Linked DNA regions of Drosophila melanogaster: region 1 is linked to region 2. Evidence: chromatin contacts called from public HiChIP or PLAC-seq data. All regions are on one chromosome and are shown on one strand. The core of a region is the stretch at or near the end of the contact, and the rest is flanking DNA. Distances in the headings are between cores, read along the strand shown.

What was found. HiChIP or PLAC-seq counts read pairs in DNA pulled down with a chosen protein or histone mark.
Region 1: a contact with region 2 is called in a CP190 HiChIP or PLAC-seq map of the Kc167 cell line, with 2.2 times the contacts expected there. The contact joins two enhancer-like sites.

The regions. Positions count from the first base shown.
Region 1 is chrX:2,522,132-2,529,275 of dm6, reverse strand. It overlaps trol (terribly reduced optic lobes), which reads left to right. Exons shown (of 38, transcript NM_001297896.2): 3 at 4,874-5,390; 4 at 5,460-5,637; 5 at 5,708-5,871; 6 at 6,855-7,052. Among named protein-coding and RNA genes, the nearest start is that of mir-4955, 19 kb to the left of the region's middle. Within about 2 kb of position 4,600, at least 19 of the 39 cell types and tissues checked have an H3K27ac peak or open chromatin away from gene starts, as enhancers often do. A contact at or near this core is called in the Kc167 cell line, where this site is marked.
Region 2 is chrX:2,414,552-2,422,138 of dm6, reverse strand. No RefSeq gene overlaps it. Among named protein-coding and RNA genes, the nearest start is that of CG12496, 7.4 kb to the right of the region's middle. Within about 2 kb of position 2,433, at least 28 of the 39 cell types and tissues checked have an H3K27ac peak or open chromatin away from gene starts, as enhancers often do. A contact at or near this core is called in the Kc167 cell line, where this site is marked.

The DNA.
Region 1 (7,144 bases), core at 3,351-5,850, 100 kb before region 2:
TTCTTTTTTATACTCTGTACTCCTCTATATTTTTCCGCTGCCTTTTCCCTCACTTTTTGGCCAAGCGACGTGACAACCTTGGAGTGGCTTCAAACATTTAAATGAGTTTGTGCAGCATAATAAAATGGAAGACAAAACATAAATATTAGCGTCAACAACATTGTCTCGTTCAGCTGAGCTGAACTTTAGCCTGCTTCTTGCCACCGCACAAAGGCCACAACAAATCAAAGCTGGAGCAGGTGTCAGTGCAGATACCCTGTAATGGGTATGCTGCGAAACCAAATGGGGTGTTTGTGCATATATGTATGTATATTTAAAGGGCGAACATTGAAATAGCACCTGAATAGCACTCAGAACATACATACACCCATTGTTTTGCGAAATCTAATTTCCTCCCCATTGTAAGTGCATTCCACATCCAGAGATTCTGGATGAGCAGGTGGTTGGTTCATGGGTTCAGTCCGAGATCTTTGCCCAGAGTAAATAATAACAATAGGAATAAAAACAACAGGTCAGTTCCTAGTGGCAATCAGCGCGGCAGCTGAATTGAATTATTTGTTTATGTCAGCGAAATGAAAGGCTTCCATGGGAGAATTAGCTGAAAGTCAGTGGGGCCAGGAATCCAAACCACCCCCCCCCCCCCTCCGCAAATCGACCAATCCCCACAGCCAAAGGTTAAACAAATTGTTGCAGTGGAAAACGTAGTTGAAACTAATGGGATTTTCACACTTTTCCATTAATACAAACCCTCGAGTAATATACAGGGCAAAATCTGCGTGTGGGTAAATCAAAGGATGACAATCATCCGAGTTGGCCGAGTTCCATTGACGCCCACGGAGAACGATATGGATATGGGGTAAAACTAATTAAATCAAAGCAATTGCTGAAACGTACAGTTTAATTAAGCACATCATGATACACAAGAGCGCAGCGCTAAATATTTCCTGCTGTGAGCGGGCACTCGGGATCGGAATCGGAATCTTCAGCTGCATATAAATGTGGGTACCCAAGTCCACAAGTCCCCAAGTTCCCGGGCAGCCAGGTCGGTCGCTCCCAGCGGAATCGGAATCTCTGGCTCGCAATCTTGCAATGATGATTGACGGCGCAATCTTCTCTAGGCGGAGGATTACGGCGTCAATTGCTTTGCACTTGCTCCACATACCTAGATTCTTCGGCTTGATGTCACTCGATGCACTTTCCACATCCAACGTCACCATCTTCACATCGCCACCTCGCCGCAACCACACGGCGTATGCGCAATTTTCTGGTTACTTCTTTCAGGGAGGAAAAGGAATTTCGTTTGTCTGTGTTCGCCGGGCAATTACCTTGACGCTAGTTTTTAATCAAATTTTCACATGTTTCCACCTCCCAAATTTCCTGCCCCAACTTTTCCTCCTCCTCCTCCACCTCCTCCAGTTCCAGTTCCCAGTACCATTTCCATTGCCCCTGCTTCGATTTTCTGGGATAATTGTGGCCAAAGCATAAAGTTGGCTTCTGGCACACATGTGTTCCTAGCAGAGACAGTGTCTCATTCTGTCTAATTCGCAATACTCTTTGCGGCGGAATTATGGTTACCATTTGGTAAAATAGTAATATGGCTAAATATTAAATTATTTTAGTTCTTTTAAAATTGAAGTATTCGAGTATTTATATATATGGATCTTGAAAATTTCAAAACCAATTGGAACATATATAGTGGAGCACAAAGGAGGATGGCCTGCATCCTATATCCATGCTGTTTGCTTTTCATTTTCATGGGGTCTATTGTGGACGGCGAGTCATGCCACGCCCTCAGGACAACCGCCCACCGTCTGGCGTGCCTTTTGGCCACAAAATGTGCGCAGTCAGTCAGTCAGTCAGTCAGTTAGTCAATAACTTTTTCTTTCGGCTTTTGCCGCCCGAAGGCGGAGGGAAATATTTCTCGATGTGTTTGCGATCGATTTAACGAGAATTGGCTGGTTGTCTGCTGCGATTTTTGAACATGATGAAAATAAATTGCCAGCACACATATGTGCGCCAAATTTATGACTGGCCAAAAAGGGGGAGTGGCCATGGTCTCGATGTGTAATTTGTCTTGCAGGAAATGAGGCCCGGCAGGCAAAAGTACAGAAAAGCCAAAAAGGTTAAAAAAAAAAATGCCTTGTCCATTTGGGGGTTCAATGCACGCACACTGATTTCATGACGGGTGTGTTGTGGCTTGTGTGGCTGATGTAGCTGGTGTGGGTGGTGCAAATCGCGACCTTCCGCCCCAAACTGACCCACTTGGTGGCTGGCCACAAACACAAACGCGAGCAACAAGTTGAGACAATTGACAGTGGCCAGGCATTCTGTCTGCTTATTTTCCTCCTCTGCCTTTCTTCTTATCCCCTTCTTTTTTCACTTGCATAAATCTAGATGCAGTTGCATCTAGCACATACAGATGCACATGCACATGCAGATGCATTTCACAGAAATGGGATCAAGGACACTGCGTTGTTGTCATCTAATTGGGCGGGCAAATAAATAACATTTCTCATTGTTTCCACGCCAGCGTATTTATTTATTTTCGCCGTTCGCACGTTGCGTATGCGTAATAATTCATTTCGACACTCATTTGGGATTGCATATGGCATTTATACAGTGGCGGCCGCAAAAGATGCAATGCATTTGTTACTGCCTACATGCAACTTAAATAATACAAAATGAAAGGAAGCTATGTTAAGTATTTACTTTTACTAAGCAAGTGTATAAGTGAATATATATGCAGATTATAGCCCACTTTGGAATATAAACGAAGCAAGGTATTGCATTCTAAATTCACTGTACATTTGATTGGCTCGGTGGGCGGTACAGTTTGGCAGCCACTGTAGTGATCAGGCCATGCTGGTTTTTGCATTAGCGAACAGCTCGAGTAATCACAATAAACGCCAGGAATCTGTGTCAAGCATTCGGACTGGCCATCTAAAATGGGGGGCTATAAACGGGCAGCAGATGCCAACTCATCCCATCCCAACCCCTTCCCATTCTCATGGGTCTGGAATCGGCTGGTGATCGGAATGAGATTTAAAGGTTGAGAACACATCAAAATGTTCATTATTTTTAAAAGTTGAAGCTAATCATTCAAGTTAATAATTTATGTGCCCGCAAATCGATTGACGGCGTTCTGTATCGTGATGTCGATAGCTAAGACCTGATTTCAGCAGCATTATTATTATGTGTAACACACACCAAACAAGCGCAAACTTGCCAGGAAACATGGCCAACTCCAAAGTCGTGGCACGTGACTATGCAGCTTCATAAGGCAGCCCAGACGTTTGGCCAAAAAATCACACGAAGCAACCCAGTTTCCACCCCGCCGGGCAACCAGACATCCGAAAAAATGAAACCAGACACAGCGCAGACAACACTTAAAACTCAAAACAACAATGAAACCCAAACAATCCGGCGAAATTTGTCACTGAAGTTGTTTCAACTTTGATTTTAAGCAAGTTACGTACGTATTTTGTATGTAAATAAAGATGCTGATGAAATGGCATCAAAATGTACATCAGTGTGTGAAGTAAGGTTGACTCTATTGATATTTCTACCGAACTGAATACTTGAATTATTCTGTTGAAACGAAAGTACTCCATTCCATATGTTTCCACCTTTTTTTTCCCACCTACATATATATGCTATCTGCCATTCCCTATGTCTTTCCATTATCTTTTTAGTTTATCGAAGCATTTCGATAAGAGGATAGAAGGTGCTCGGGCCATGCACATTTGGCCCACATACCATTTATCACACTGCGAAAAATCACGACTTAGTCAGTCGGCGGTTCTTTGCTCCACGAAATGTCTACATTCGGTGGGGTAAAATCGGTTTTCAGTTAGAAATTTTGAAAAGTAATCAACTGAATTTGAAATAAAGAAACTAAAATAGTTAGTATTAACTAACGTGGGAAGAAGAGCTGAGCAAAAGAAAAGTTTTTTCTGGGGCAAGGAAAAGCATCGAACATCGATTTCGTGGCCAGATATGATCTTTCTTGAGGGGATCAGGGGCGTGGGTACGTCGAAATGGGGCGGTGGCCTGGCTAAAAGAGGCGGGGCTGTATTGTGTGCGTGTGGCACATGTTGAACATGCGGGGCAAGTGCTTTTTATCAGCACAGGCAACAATAAATATGACGTAGCACGCGTTTTTCCTGACACTTCCACTCAACAGAAGAATAGGTGGGTAGGTGGGGGAAGTAAGACATAATAAGAGTTTGGGAAAATAGAGCCAGAACCGATTACCGAAAAGAAAGAGAAGAGGAATTGACACTTGAAATCAATGCTCAATTAAAAAGTCGACCGAAATAGATCGGAAGTGGGTGAAAACCAGGAAGGGGGGGTTTGTACTTAGTTGTTTTAGAAAAGGCTTTGTAAAAACAACAGCTCTAAGTCTTAAACTTGATAATACTTTCGCTGACTTGTTGAGATCTAAGTGCTAAGAACAAAAGTTTTGATTTTTTAAGATCAAAAAACTTCGATAAAATAATTACTAAAGATAAAATAACATTTTTCAAGCCCACATGGATGTTTGGACTAACAGTACTGTTATATTTTGTAACTGTGGTGAAACCTTAGCCGAGACACAATTGCTCTCAAACCTTAGCAGTCACTTACATTGCTTAGCATGGACAACAACCCAAAGACAAAGTTTCTTTGCAACATCTAGAAAATAATTAAGAAAAGCTGCACCAAAACGGCAGTGGGAAGGGAAAATGAAGGAAACTGTGCAGCTTTAATAAGAAATAAGTGCACGGTATTAATAGGGTATAATATTTAAATGTTTGATTTAATTGAATTTGTTGTACATATATCCACTCACGGCTATTGAACTAATATGATTCAATCGTATCTGCCATTTTAGCAAATCTCAAATCTTGGCGATGACCAAGATTTTATGCTGGCAGATGATGAGTCGCTGCAGGGCATCAACGATTCCGAGTGGCAGCTCATGGGTGATGACATTGACGACGGCCTACTGGACGATGTCGATGAGACACTGAAGCCCATGGAGACCAAGTCCGAGGAGGAAGACTTGCCCACTGGCAACTGGTTCAGCCAGAGTGTCCATCGCGTTCGCCGTTCCATAAACCGTTTATTTGGTTCCGACGACAATCAGGAACGGGGACGACGACAACAGCGTGAGCGGTCGCAAAGGAATCGCGATGCGATTAATCGGCAAAAAGAACTGCGCCGCAGACAAAAGGAGGACCACAACCGCTGGAAGCAAATGCGAATGGAGCGACAACTGGAGAAACAGCGCTTGGTCAAACGGACCAATCATGTTGTCTTCAACCGCGCCACCGATCCTCGCAAGCGGGCATCGGACCTTTACGACGAGAACGAGGCATCCGGCTATCACGAGGAGGATACAACTCTCTGTAAGCGTAATCTATATGATATTTGATCATATTTGATAATGAAAACTGTGTTTATTCTCTTTCGATTAGATCGTACCTACTTCGTCGTTAACGAACCTTATGACAACGAATACAGAGATCGAGAAAGCGTACAGTTCCAGAACCTGCAAAAACTTCTGGACGATGATCTGCGCAACTTCTTCCACAGCAACTACGAAGGTAACGATGACGAGGAGCAGGAAATTCGCAGCACACTGGAGCGCGTTGAGTGAGTGCAAGCACATGTCCTCGAAGCTCGTTCGATATTGCTTATGCTAATCAAATCGATTATCTTTCAGACCCACTAATGATAACTTCAAAATTCGCGTGCAACTCAGAATAGAGCTGCCCACTTCGGTCAACGACTTTGGAAGTAAGTTGCAGCAGCAACTGAATGTCTATAATCGTATCGAAAACTTGAGCGCCGCTACCGATGGCGTATTTTCCTTCACTGAATCTAGTGGTAAGTTCCTATAAATCCATAGCTATATTCTTCAGCGACTTTCTACGACGTAGCTTTGGTGTAGCTTGTAGCAGCTTGTAGCAACCTTAACTTTCAAATTCCCGGAGTAGCGGATGCAAATTGGTGAAGCCCACTTTAGGTGCAACAAGAATTATCTGGCAGATACATTGTACGTTTCGATATATATATTTTGATTGTTTCGGGCTTCAAACGTACTGCTTAGCATAATTCTTCTATCCGTTTGCATCCCACTCCGTCAATACAAATCACGATACCCAAATTCTTTCTCTACTCGAAAACCCTTGAAAATCAATCAATGTTCAAACCCAAAAGTGACAGAAGAATCAGTTCGACATTTGGATGTGGGCTTTGTGGAACCGCATATTACTCTCTTCCATGAGCAAAATACAGGATACGATGATTTTGACAGAAAACCAACCACCGAAACCCAAGGTTTGTCCACACACCGATGGATAACGATAAACCGAAAATTACGAGATTGCCCCATGTGTGATTAACCCGGCAAAGCTCGCAGCGCGAAAATAATTTTTAATATTTGCTAACACGAGTGTGGGTCTGCTCTGGTTTTTTTGTTCAAAGTATTTCCTAGAATTAGGCATGTAGCCTTGTGAAGAACACAAATTTTGGTTCTCCTCTGCGGTTATATGTTGAGAAAAATTGCAAAAATTTCAATAATTTCGTTAATATGAGTTGAGTTTAAAGTGACATCCGGAGTGGACCTCTACGTAATTGTGCTTTGAATGGTGACCTGTTTGTGTATGTGTGACCTCTATGTGATCTCTTGACCTCCGTGAACGTCCCTCATCATCAATAGTTGTGCCGCTTCATGCCATCCGCTCCATTCGCTCTATTTCCATTTCTGTGATCTCTGTCCGAAATCCTGTATTTATGTCTTGGGAAAAAAAAAACGGAGAAACCAGAACTTCAATGTCCAATAGCTAATCCACTTTGTGACCTCACAGATATCGAGGAAGAGGCAATCGATGTTACATTGCCCCAGGAAGAGGTTGAGGGCTCTGGTAGCGATGACTCCAGCTGTCGTGGAGACGCCACCTTCACCTGTCCCCGGAGCGGAAAAACCATTTGCGATGAAATGCGCTGCGATAGAGAGATCCAATGTCCCGATGGCGAGGACGAAGAGTACTGCAACTATCCAAATGGTAAATGTCGCGGGAGTTTAATAACAGATCATAACGAAAGGTCTTTCAACTCATCATCGATCGTTTGGCATTGTTCGATCCGCACATCTCCA
Region 2 (7,587 bases), core at 1,184-3,683:
CATAACACATTTGCTTGCCAAAATGAACGATTTTTTAATTGGTTTTTTAGTTGTAACTTCGCAAAATTAAGGCGCACAGATACGAAACATACTGTTTTTTGCAGCTGACAACCTCACCTACCTACCCATTTCATTTTTTAGATAATTTGGTAAAAATAATTTTTTGCGAATTTTTCACTTTTTTATAAGGGGTTACATCACGTTTTTTTCCGAAAAATGGTGAAATTTAAACATTTTTAGCTGGAAATGCCACTAGATAGGAAATTAAGCTACAAATTCAACAAGGTATGGCATTCCACATTTGAGCGACTATTAAAAAAGTTGTGGATAAAATTCAAACATTTTCGTTAGTAAAAATCATAACACATTTGTTTGCCAAAATGAACGATTTTTTAATTGGTTTTTTAGTTCTAACTTCGCAAAATTAAGGCGCACAGATACGAAACATACTGTTTTTTGCAGCTGACAACCTCACCTACCGACCCATTTCATTTTTTAGATAATTTGGTAAAAATAATTTTTTGCGAATTTTTCACTTTTTTATAAGGGGTTACATCACGTTTTTTTCCGAAAAATGGTGAAATTTAAACATTTTTAGCTGGAAATGCCACTAGATAGGAAATTAAGCTACAAATTCAACAAGGTATGGCATTCCACATTTGAGCGACTATTAAAAAAGTTGTGGATAAAATTCTGATATTTTTTTTACTAGAAATCATGACACATTTGTTTGTCAAAATGAACGATTTTTTAATTGGTTTTTTAGTTGTAACTTCGCAAAATTAAGGCGCACAGATACGAAACATACTGTTTTTTGCAGCTGACAAACTCACCTACCGACCCATTTCATTTTTTAGATAATTTGGTAAAAATAATTTTTTGCGAATTTTTCACTTTTTTATAAGGGGTTACATCACGTTTTTTCCGAAAAATGGTGATATTTAAAAATTTTTAGCTGGAAATGCCACTAGATAGGAAATTAAGCTACGAATTTAACAAGGTATGGCATTCCACATTTGATCGACTATTAAAAAAGTTGTGGATAAAATTCGAACATTTTTGTTAGTAAAAATCATAACACATTTGTTTGCCAAAATGAACGATTTTTTAATTGGTTTTTTAGTTGTAACTTCGCAAAATTAAGGCGCACAGATACGAAACATACTGTTTTTTGCAGCTGACAACCTCACCTACCTACCCATTTCATTTTTTAGATAATTTGGTAAAAATAATTTTTTGCGAATTTTTCACTTTTTTATAAGGGGTTACATCACGTTTTTTTCCGAAAAATGGTGAAATTTAAACATTTTTAGCTGGAAATGCCACTAGATAGGAAATTAAGCTACAAATTCAACAAGGTATGGCATTCCACATTTGAGCGACTATTAAAAAAGTTGTGGATAAAATTCTGATATTTTTTTTTACTAGAAATCATGACACATTTGTTTGTCAAAATGAACGATTTTTTAATTGGTTTTTTAGTTGTAACTTCGCAAAATTAAGGCGCACAGATACGAAACATACTGTTTTTTGCAGCTGACAAACTCACCTACCGACCCATTTCATTTTTTAGATAATTTGGTAAAAATAATTTTTTGCGAATTTTTCACTTTTTTATAAGGGGTTACATCACGTTTTTTTCCGAAAAATGGTGAAATTTAAAAATTTTTAGCTGGAAATGCCATTAGATAGGAAATTAAGCTACGGATTGAACAAGGTATGGCATTCCACATTTGATCGACTATTAAAAAAGTTGTGGATAAAATTCGAACATTTTTGTTAGTAAAAATCATAACACATTTGTTTGCCAAAATGAACGATTTTTTAATTGGTTTTTTAGTTGTAACTTCGCAAAATTAAGGCGCACAGATACGAAACATACTGTTTTTTGCAGCTGACAAACTCACCTACCGACCCATTTCATTTTTTAGATAATTTGGTAAAAATAATTTTTTGCGAATTTTTCACTTTTTTATAAGGGGTTACATCACGTTTTTTTCCGAAAAATGGTGAAATTTAAAAATTTTTAGCTGGAAATGCCATTAGATAGGAAATTAAGCTACGGATTGAACAAGGTATGGCATTCCACATTTGATCGACTATTAAAAAAGTTGTGGATAAAATTCGAACATTTTTGTTAGTAAAAATCATAACACATTTGTTTGCCAAAATGAACGATTTTTTAATTGGTTTTTTAGTTGTAACTTCCCAAAATCAAGACGCACAGATACAAAACATACTGTTTTACCTTACCTAGCGACCCATTTCATCGACTATTACAAAAATTTTTTTATACCAAAAATCATGACACATTTGTTTTTTTTGGTTATAGTTGGAACTTCGCAAAAAAATTTTACATCAGGAAAACTTTGTTGGGTTTTCATGGTTGGAAACTTGGATGTAGACAGCGCTCAATCGAATTTGGCTGTTCTCACTTACGGGTCAGAAACTTTACTAGGCTTAGCGTAGACAAGATCCATTTAATACTTATCGAATACTTCAAAAATAAATTTGACAAAAAAGACGATGTAAAAAGTATTTCAATTGTAAAATTACAATTTGTTATACTTTTGAATAAATATTATATTGCATGTCTGGCAATATAACACAAATAAAATGAATTAAATAAATGAATATAACACAAAGAATTAGATATGTCTTGAATACTTGCAATTTTAATATGAACGTTAATAATTTGAATAGAATTATCTATATGGATAAGCACCAAAGCTGAAGAAAAGAATTTGAGGCTTTCACTCCAAGACCTGAGTACACGACTACTAAGGAACAAAACAAAGCGGATAGGTCTGGGTATCCTTGGAACCCCTGCCAACTCTTTTCGGCATGCGAAATCGATGGCAGATATGGAAGGGATATATAGCAGATATAGCAGCTCATCGATTATGGCGGGCCGAGTCCATTAATAATAAAAATTATGGGGCGTTTACAAGAGGTTGTCATGACAGTCGCCTGACATTTATGCAACTTTATGAGAAGGAGGACAACAGGACAACGGGCGCAATGGAAATCCACCCCGCCGGCGGACGACGAACGACGACCGACGAGCGAATGACAAGTCTATCAATTTTTCACACACTCCTCAAGAATTTCGCAGGAGGGGCGGGGATGGGAGGCATTTTCCGAGTGATTAGAGTACCTCCTCACTCTCATTCTCACTCAAGGGTTAAGGGCAGGGCATGCAAAATGCAGTCGGCTTCATTGCACAATTTTCCCTTCGCTTTGTGCGCTGCATATCGAATGCAATAATTTTGACAATTTGCGAAATTTAAACGTCATAAATGGCAGTGTCTTAAATTACAATCCTTCCCTTGGTCTTCCTCTTTTGCTGCTGCTGCTCTTTTCCCGGCGCTGGCCAAGTTAGCATCTGCCCCTTGGCAGAGGGATAGGAAAGTCCTGACATTGACTCTCCCGGAGGATGTCCTTGTATCGCATATACATGTCATACATGGATACATGGCTATCTCTTTCAGATTCGGACCTGAAAAAGTTGCTTTCTGCCGTTTTTCGATTTTGATTATGGGTTTGTGTGCCGTCATCCGCTGACAGCTCAATCGGGACAATGTCCTGTCACGTGAAGTCCTTCGCCTAGTCGCAATCCCCGAAAATATGATGCGTCATGCTTGGCCAGCCGCAACAACATCCTTGAGATTTACATGACAAGTCAAGAGATGGGACATTTCCTTTTTTAAGGAAGAATCCGCCGGATTGGGAACGAGGATCGCAGTCGTACAGCCCTGCCCGACAGATGTCAATCAAATGAAATTAACACATCGTCATTGAAGTAGGTCGTTGGTCTGGTTTTCTTGGCTTTCGCTGCCATTGCCACTGGCACGTCCATTTCCAGATCCCTCCCATTTTGGGCTAAGTCGCATTAAGCGCCTAATGTTTTGCTTTCGATTTTTGCGATTTTCGATTTTCGCATTTTACCGTTCGCGATTATTGCGGTTGGCTGCATTTCACAGGCATTTTCTTTTCAGTTCGGCTCGGTTCGATTCTATTTTCACCAAACTGCCCCGAGGCCGAATGGCCCCTAATGGGATTACATAATATCATTAATCAGCCGAGTGAAATCGGAATCGCAATCGAAACTGGAATGCCGCGGCATATGACATGTGCCACCTTCTTCTGATCCGAGGAGAGGGTGGATAGAGGATACACGTTCCGTACATCCCTTCGATTGCAGGACACGCGCTGTAATTATGTAATTACCGATATGGAATACGGAGTGGAGTGCCGATACCAAAAGCGATGCCCAAAACACTGACCATCGCATATCGTACTAATTGCATTAAATTGTCCAACACGAACCGATCAGCCAGATGACGCTCCATGCCGTATCATCCCACACTTTTCCGCCGAGCCGATGTCCTTTTTATTGGTATTTGCTTATCGCTTCATGCAAGTTGTTCCTACTATTTTGATAGGCCTAAAACGAATGCATTTTAATTGGCCATGCGACGTTTTGTGCCGCCGCATTGTAATTTCTTAATTTCGAGCTCGCAAACGGGGGGTGGTGTTTGGTTTTGGGTGGGTTTCGCATCGATGTTTACCTAGTTTTATAGAGCTGTTTGCCGTGTTCATTTCCTTTTAAGCCTCGCTTGGTTCAATGGCCACTCGTCAATTAATTGGGATCTGCCATCCATACTGATAGGAATAAGAGCATAAACAATAAATAAACACAAGTTGTTCCTATATTTAGATGATCAGTTATTACAAGAACGAAAAAACCCACAGGATCTGTGTCATGAACACGATTTTTACTCCTCCAAAAGATATCTCACGAAAAGCAAACCAAGAATGTCGCACTGGAGGGTTGGAAAAGAAAGAAAGAGTAGCGGGCATGTTTAGCGAGCTATGACCCTGAGAAACGCGATCCCGAGTTGACCGCAATCATTTCAACTACAAGTACTCCCCCACAGGAGCGAAGGAATGTCCAGTCTTCGGGATCCTGGCTGTGCAGTAATTGTCGGAAGTGCAACTACTTAGAGGCTGACTTGGACTCCGCGCTTGAGTGAGCTCTCTTCCTTGCGCAGCTAGGGATATCTTGAGGTGGCCTTTAAGTTAATTGCTGCATTTAGAGACGCCGTGCGATGTGGCACTGGCGATAAGAAAGGGCTGTGGGGATCGGAAACCCAGAGGTCCGACAGATGTCAGGGGATCTTAACACGTTGTGCAGTTCCCTAAGCGACTTAGTCCCGATTTGCTTTGTGTGGCGGGTTATGTAAGCCAGCTTACGCTGGCCAGAACTCCAACTCCAACTGCTTGGCAACCCCTAACCCTTTGTGCTCATAATTGAACTGTCTTTGTGTCCTTGCACGGGACTGGGTGTCAAAATATTTCCTGCACTTTGGACCTATGCTAATTCCGGGACAGAAGAACACGGATTTTCATGTCCGTAAAATATGATTGCGTCTAATCCCTTTGTCAAGGCGATGACAAATAAATATTTCCACGATGTCATGTCAAAATATCATCGAAAGGATTCACCCTGACACCGTCTCGGATTTTCATTTTTCATTTTCCAATTCTTGGGTATTTCCGAATTTTTTATGCAAATTTTCCCGTGTACCCTGCATTTTCTGGGGGGTAACTGACGAACGGCGATGACTGTGAGCCCTGAGGTCCCGACGGAAAGTCCATTAAGGTGTTACTCGGGCAACAATCTCCGCCGAGTAATTACAGGCTTGTTAGCTATGGTTGCAACAACATTGCTTTCTCCTGGGGGTGCGACGTTTTTTTCCTGACATCTTCGGTTACGTGGGAAATGTTTCTTTTTTTAGACATGCCTTTTTTGTTCGCGTCCCTCACAGAACATCACTTACGAGGATCTGGCAGATCGGGATCGGATCAGGGGATTGTCAATCAAGGTGGCAAGCGGATTTCCATATCGTCGAGCTGCAGGGCTAATTACATGCGAAGGATGCGCCGATAGGGTCCCTCGTGACTGTTCCCCTGTTCCACGCCCTTGCCCAATGCGTATTTAATAAACTTCGAATGGTCAGATCGTAATGAAATTATAGTTGAATGAGTGGAATCTCGATAGGTTGTGTGAAGACGGTTTTAGAAGCTATAATAAAACGTATCATTCACAGGAACTAACTTAGTTTAGTTGTAGCAATTACTCAACCTATTTAAAGGTCCTTCGAGTAAGGAATGTAACCAAATAATGTATAAAAATTACTTCAAACTGAATAAACTTCGTAGTGAATTGACTGGCAGGACTCGAACAGTCACATCGGCATGTTAGAGTCTGCTCCGAATCGATTTAGATATAGGGAAAGCCTTTCAAGAGCTCCTCCTAGCCAGGTAAAAGGATAATAGGCGATAAGTCCGGTAGTCGTAGCCACGAAAGACGATGGGCAATGGACGCAGCTGCAATCCAGAGTGGCCCTCCAACCACCGGACCAATCTGCGCACCTCGGCAGAGCCGCCCAAGACAGTTGCTCTAATTTAGAGACGTTTTGGGTAATTTTTGCGCAAGGAATCGGAATGGGAATTGAAATTGAAATTGGCTCATCTCGGTCCTTGATCCTTTGTTGAGGTCCGGCTGCCGGACATTCGGCACTTTCACGCTCCTTAGTCCATCGTGCCGAGCCCCGAGTCCTCGCAGCGTGTGGAACGTGACAAGGACGAGTCCGAGTCCAATCCCGATGCCCAGGATGCGATCAAACAATGCCAGGGGCCAATAAATCTGCTACGCATCGGCAGCGCATCAAAAACTGACAGGACGGCTTTGTCTTCGTCGAGAGCTCGTGAGGCGAACAAAGGACGCGCCAATTCGAATTGGGCCGATCGGAAGCGGAGCAGGACACCAAAGCCCGCATCGTAGCCCCCCGCTGGATCGTAAAACCGGAGGCGCCGACTGCGGTTCCTATGCAAAACAGGCGCCGCCCGATCGGAATCCACCAAAGGATTCCGGAACAGCGGGCGGGAGGAGCCAATAAATTGCGCCTCTTTGTGTGTTTTGGCCAAAGTCCTGATTGTTTTTCGACAGCAAATCAGCTTAACAAAAAATAGCAGTACTAATTATATGCGGTCGAAAAGTGGTTGGAGCCCAAAGTCGAACTTTTTAAAGCTATTCTCATTATTAAGTGAAATTGGTAACAAAAATAGGAGAATTATTGCAGCAATTCTGTCACTTTTCATACGTATTTTCAAATGTTTTTTTTTTCATAACATGTAGCAGCATTTTCAGCTTTGGTAGTCTGCAATTTCTAGAAAAAAAGGCGACAAAGAGTCCATTGTGTGAGGAATTGGCCATCTATATTTGACCAATACGCCATAAAATCCATTGTGCGTCGTATAGGTCAACCACTGGCCATCGGTGGTCATCGATGGTCATCACCTCGCTTCCTCCCCGATCCGCCCATTTTTTATGTGCGCCCAAACATCTTTATTTGCGATGCTCGGCTTGCTTTCTTCGTGTCCTATCTCTTTTTTTAAGTGGACTGTTAAAGCGCAGAATGCCTCTCCATTTCGCAGGACACACCCAGCAATTAGCCAAAGGATGGGCCCGATCCGCACTTTCTTTTGCTCGAGAGTGCAGAAACTGTCGCACATAAATTT